Regions from separate parts of the Sus scrofa genome. Here region 2 is linked to region 1. The links are chromatin contacts, called in public HiChIP or PLAC-seq maps. All regions are on one chromosome and are shown on one strand. Each heading gives the region's core, a stretch centred on a gene start, on an enhancer-like site or on the middle of the called end of the contact. The rest is flanking DNA. Distances are from core to core; before and after follow the strand shown.

Region 1 (2,965 bases), core at 75-2,574:
GAATATGTGGTCGTGTTTTAAAACCACACACAGAGTCCTCATTTCTTCATGTTTGTTTATTCTTTCACTAAATATTAAATGTCTGCTGTGGCCATTAAAAAAAGATTAGACACTTTTTTCAGAATTTGGGATGGAGAAAAATGGCAGGTTTTGCTAGACTAGAAAGTATTGTTATTTTTAAAAGGAAAGAAATGGGGTTCCTGTCATGGTGCAGCAGAAATGAATCCGACTAGGAACCATGAGGTTGTGGGTTCGATCCCTGGCATTGCTCAGTGGGTTAAGGATCTGGCGTTGCCGCAAGCTGTGGTGTAGGTCGCAGATGCAGCTCAGATCTAGCGATGCTGTAGCTGTGGTGTAGGCCTGTGGCAACAGCTCTGATTAGACCCCTAGCCTGGAAGCCTCCATATGCCACAGGTGCGGCCCTCAAAAGACAAAAAAATTAAAAATAAATAAGAAAAAATAGCAGTTGATGAGAAAGATCCACAAGAACAGTAAAAACTCCCTGCAGGAGAGAAAATATGATTGCTCTAAGTAGGGTCCTACAACAGTTTTTTTGTTGTTATTGTTGTTTGGGTTTTTTTTTGTCTTTTTAGGGCTGAATCCGTGGCATATGGAGGTTCCCAGGCTAGGGATGTAATCGGAGCTGTAGCCGCCAGCCTGCGCCACAGCCACAGCAACACCAGATCGGAGCTGTGTCTGTGACCTACACCACAGTTCACGGCAAAGCTGGATCCTTAACCCACTGAGCAAGGCCAGGGATCAAACCTGCAACCTGATGGTTTCTAGTTAACCACTGAGCCGTGACAGGAACTCCAAAAGGTAATATTCTTTAGAGTTGAACATTTAAGCTGGAAGAAATACTTTGTTATATTACTTTTCCAGTCCTCGTTCTGGCACTTGTGGACAAAATGTAGGAAATACTTAAGTTCTAGCTTTCTTGCTTGCTTTCTCTTTTTTAAGGCCACACCCACAGCACATGGAAGCTCCCAGGTCAGATTGGAGCTGCTTCTACTGGCCTATAGCATAGCCACAGCAACATCAGATCCAAGCCACATCTGCAACGTACACTGCAGCTCATGCATGCTCCAGATCCTTAACCCACTGAGGCTAGGGATTGAACCCACATCCTCATGGATACTAGTCAGGTTTGCAGCCCACTCAGCCACAATGGGAACTCCCATTCTTATGTCTTATGGCTATTTTTCTAGTTTTTGGGAAAGAGAGAAGGTTGCTTTTGAAAATTGGTACCATCTAGGCACTGGTGAAGATCACAATTACTGAAGTGCACATGTAGCAAAGTTGCCTCCTAGTGGCTGCCTAATGGAATTGCGTTTCAATATTGCAATTCATTCATTGAACAGATATTTGCGTGCAATATGTGCTGAGTGACAGATCCTAAAGGGAAAAGACGTTCATCAACTGATCATAAAAAGAGGTGAAAAATTATACCTATAAAGTATTTGTATGTGTGTTAATGAGAACTTAGAGTAGGAGTATATTACCTGAGAGGCCAGAGAAGTGATTTTTTTTTTTTTTTTTTTTGGCTTCATAGGGCTGAACCCGTGGCATATGGAGGTTCCCAGGCTAGGGGTCTAATCGGAGCTATAGCCGCCAGCCTACGCCACAGCCACAGCAATGCCAGATCCTCTTAACCCACTGAGCGAGGCCAGGGATTGATCCTGCAACCTCATGGTTCCTCGTTAGATTCGTTTCTCCTGCACCACATCAGGAACTTCAGAGAAGTGATGTTTAAGCTGAGTTGTGAAGAATTACTAGAAGTTGATAGAGGAAGAAAATGTGTTCTAGGCACAGGAACTGCGTTTGTCAACAGCATTGTGATAGGAGGAATAAAGGCGAATAGAAGAGAGTCTGATGAAAGGCTAGGGTAGATGGAACAGAGAAGTGAGAATAAAAGGAATAGATATCATGAGAAAATACTACATTTTTATAGGCTGTGGCTGAGAATGAGAGGCGTTTTCCTTGTGGTGTGGTGGCTTAAGTATCCGACATTGTCACTGCTGCGCCTCGGGAAGCTGCTGCAGTGTGGGTTCCATCCCTTGCTCTGGGGAATTTCTGTATATTGAAGGCACAGCCAACAATAAATAAATAAGTAGATGAAGTGAATGAACTCTGATTCTCTCAGAGAGCGCTTCCTATAAATAAGGAAGGGAGAGGGCAAAGAGCTTATTTAGCAAGAGTCAGATTTACTGAAAGATGGCAGAAACAGTTTATCCTCTTGTTGAAAACCTTTTACTCTTAATTTAGGATATCCCCCAAAGTATTTCACAACAAACAAAAGAGGCAGAAATTAATGTTTCCTCCTTTCTATCTCTTCCTTCCTGTTTTGGGGAACAAAAGAGGAGTTTATGTTGTCCCACTTATTACTGTATTTTATGTATCACAAAACAGTAGTTTCTATAATTTTTTTTCTATTTCAGTTTCATTTATCTTTTTCTTTTTTCTTTTTTTTTTAGGGCTGCATCTGCAGCATATGGAAGTTCCCAGGCTAGGGGTTGAATCAGAGCTGTAGTTGCTGGCCTACACCACAGCAACTTGGAATCCAAGTCAAACCTGCAACCTGTATAACAGCTAACGGCAGTGCCAAATCCTTGGTGTACTGAGCAGGGCCAGGATCGAACCTGCATCCTCCTGGATATTAGTCGGGTTTATTACCACTGAGCCACAATGGGAACTCCTTTATCTTTTGGATGCCCTGAGTAAACTAAAAGTTCCATTAAACATTTTGAGGTTTACATCTAATCTAAAAGGCAGAAGTCTAGGCATTGTCATATGCGGAGCTAGTCAAGAAGAACTAGGAAGGAATTCCTGCTGGGGTGCAATAGGCTAAGGATCTGGCATTGTGTCTGTTGTGGCACGAATTTGATCCCTGGCCCGGGAGCTTCCATATGCCTCAAGTGCAGCCTGTAAAAAAAGTTTAGAAAGGGAGGGGGAATTCCTGATGTAA
Region 2 (2,933 bases), core at 322-2,821, 140 kb before region 1:
GACACATGTACTCCAATGTTCACTGCAGCACTATATACAATAGCCAAGACATGGAAACAACCTAAGTGTCCATCGACAGAGGAGTGGATAAAGAAGATTTGGTACATAAACACAATGGAATATTACTCAGCCATTAAAAGGGAAGAAATAATGGCATCTGCGGTAACATGGATGGACCTAGAAATTATCATGCGAAGTAAAGTTAGCCAGACAGTGAGACACCGACATCATATGCTATCATTACATGTGGAATCTAAAAAAAGGACACAATGAACTTCTTTCCAGAACAGATACTGACTCATACACTTTGAAAAACTCAGCTTCCAAATAAGACAGGCGGGGAGATGGGGTATGTGCTGGGGTTTGGGATGGCAATGCTATAAAATTAGGTTGTGATGATTGTTGTACAACTATAAATGTAATAAAATTCATTGAGTAATAAAAAAAAATTAAGTTTTAAAAAAGAGTTCCCACTGTGGCTCAGCGGGTTAAGGACTCACCATAGTCTCTTTGATTCCTGGCCTCGCTCAGTGGGTTAAGGATCCAGCCTTGCCACAAGCTGTGGTGTAGGTCACAGATGTGGCTCGTATCTGGTGTTGCTATGGCTGTGTCACAGGCTTCAGCTACAGCTCCAATTCACCCCTGGCATGGGAATTTCCATATGCTGCATGTATGGCCATAAAAAGAAAGAAAAAGAGAGAGGGAGAGAGGGAGGAAAGAAGGATGGAAGGAAGAAAACATACAATGAAAGTATAAAACAGTATAGGTATGAAACAATGAAAGTAAAATAAGGTCTGTAGTCTAGGTTACAGTATTAAACCAGTATCAATTCCCTGATTTTGATACTGCGAATCTACAATCATTTCAAAATAAAATTTTTTCTAAAGACAAAGAAAGGTAGCAATAATTTTATTTTATTTTATTTTTTTGTCTTTTTGCCACTTTCTTGGGCCGCTCCCGCGGCATATGAAGGTTCCCAGGCTAGGGGTCTAATCGGAGCTGTAGCCACTGGCCTACGCCAGAGCCACAGTGACTCAGGATCTGCAATCTACACTACAGCTCACGGCAACGCCGGATCCTTAACCCACTGAGCAAGGCCAGGGATCAAACCCTCAACCTCATGGTTCTTAGTTGGATTTGTTAACCACTGCGCCATGATGGGAACTCCAAGGTAGCAATAATTTTAATAAATGTTTGCCTGAAACATACTTACCTATGGAGATTTATAAAAACCATACTAAAATGTTATGCAAACACTAAACAATATTTTTCTATATGTATAGCACACAAAACCTTCTTAGAATCCTTTTCCATTTATGTTTTCAGCATTCTCATAGTAATACAAATTTCCTCATTTTAGAGATGGGAAGGCTAAAATCCCAGAAGGATGAAGTCCCATATCACAGCATACAGTAAGCTGACAAAAGAGGTTGGTAGCAGCTTGACATGGCAGAAAGAAAAGTGGTTTGGAATCACAGAGCTGCAGGATTCTAAACTTAGCTCCACTACTATGTGATCTGAGCAAGTTACTCAACTTTTCCAAATCTGTTTCCTCATTTGTAAAATACTATGAATACCATCACATCATCAGAATGTCGTAAGGATTTTTTAGAAAGAGAGCATAAGTTAATGTTCAGTATAACACACCTAGTTCTTCTCATGTTTTTCTCATAACTTCCTTACGCTCACTATGGGAATGTCCTAGAAGACTACTTTAACGATAGCAAATTTAATTCTTAGTCGTGTCACAGGACAAAACATTCCTTGATTTTTATCATTACTTACCTAAAACAAAGCCAACCTGAATGGCTTTTTCCTTTACTGCAGCATCTGATTCTGCTATATAAGAGCACCGTCTACTGAATGAGTAGGCCAAGACAGAAGCAACTTTCACACCATGATCCATCAAAGCCTGGAAACAATGATGAAGCAAATGTCTGAAAGAGAAGGAAAAAGCTACTTTTGTTTTTATAAAGGTAATATATTTTATCCTTTTAGAAAGTGCTGGGATGGGAGTTCCCTGGTGGCTTAGTGGGTTAAGGATCCAGCATTGTCACTGAAATGGCTGGAGTCACTGCTATGGCGCAAGTTTGATCCCTGGCTGAGAACTTCTGAATGCCACAGGGAGGGCCAATAAAAAAAAGAAGATAAAAGAAAAAAAAAAAAAAGAAAATGTTAATTAATGTTTTCAAAAAACAGTATTTTTTCAATGACGGAATAAAATAAAAAGCTTTTTGCCTTATGCATTATGAGGCGGTAACAATTCACAGTCTAAGAGTTCCCATAGTGGTTCAGTCCCCGGCCTCGCTCAGTGGGTTAAGGATCTGGCATTGCCGTGGCTGTGGTGTAGGCCAGTGGCTACAACACCAATTCGACCCCTAGCCTGGGAACTTCCTTATGCCAAGAGTGCAGCCTTAAAATGACCAAAAAAAAAAAAAAAAAAAAAAAAAATCACAATTTAGCCTAATATTTTTAATTCAGTGGATCACTGAATGATTCTGTATGTGTAAATTGATGACAATGAAGGATGAAATGAATTTTTCCTTTTTTGTCTTTTTAGGGCCACACCCGCAGCCTATGGAGAAAGTCCCAGGCTAGGGGTCAGCTAGGGGTCAGCTCGAATCAGAGCTATAGCCACTGGCCTACACCTCAGCCACAGCAATACCAGAACCAAGCCACATCTGCAACTTACACCACAGCTCTCGGTAATACGGGATCCTTAACCCACTGAGCAAGGCTGGGGATCCAACCCGTGTCCTCATGGATGCTAGTCAGATTTGTTTCCGCGGAGCCACGATGGGAACTCCTGAAATGAACTTTTAATACGACTTTTTGTTTTTTTGCTTTTGCTTTTTAGGGCCACACCTGAGGCATATGGCCAAAGGCTAGGGGTCCCAGGTTAGGGGTCAAACTGGAGCTACGGCTTCTGGCCT

Evidence for each region. HiChIP or PLAC-seq counts read pairs in DNA pulled down with a chosen protein or histone mark.
Region 2: a contact with region 1 is called in an H3K27ac HiChIP or PLAC-seq map of alveolar macrophages. The contact joins two enhancer-like sites. A contact is called at or near these places in 3 of 47 Hi-C or Micro-C datasets (embryonic fibroblasts, epiblast stem cells and skeletal muscle) and 1 of 2 datasets of contacts at active chromatin or transcription factors (alveolar macrophages).

The regions. Positions count from the first base shown.
Region 1 is chr12:37,498,785-37,501,749 of Sscrofa11.1, reverse strand. All of the region lies in intron 3 of PPM1D (protein phosphatase 1D), which reads left to right. Among named protein-coding and RNA genes, the nearest start is that of BCAS3, 25 kb to the right of the region's middle. Within about 2 kb of position 1,324, at least 1 of the 83 cell types and tissues checked has an H3K27ac peak or open chromatin away from gene starts, as enhancers often do. A contact at or near this core is called in alveolar macrophages, where this site is marked.
Region 2 is chr12:37,640,254-37,643,186 of Sscrofa11.1, reverse strand. It overlaps APPBP2 (amyloid protein-binding protein 2), which reads right to left. Exons shown (of 13, transcript XM_013981135.2): 3 at 1,786-1,937. Among named protein-coding and RNA genes, the nearest start is that of APPBP2, 28 kb to the right of the region's middle. Within about 2 kb of position 1,571, at least 1 of the 83 cell types and tissues checked has an H3K27ac peak or open chromatin away from gene starts, as enhancers often do. A contact at or near this core is called in alveolar macrophages, where this site is marked.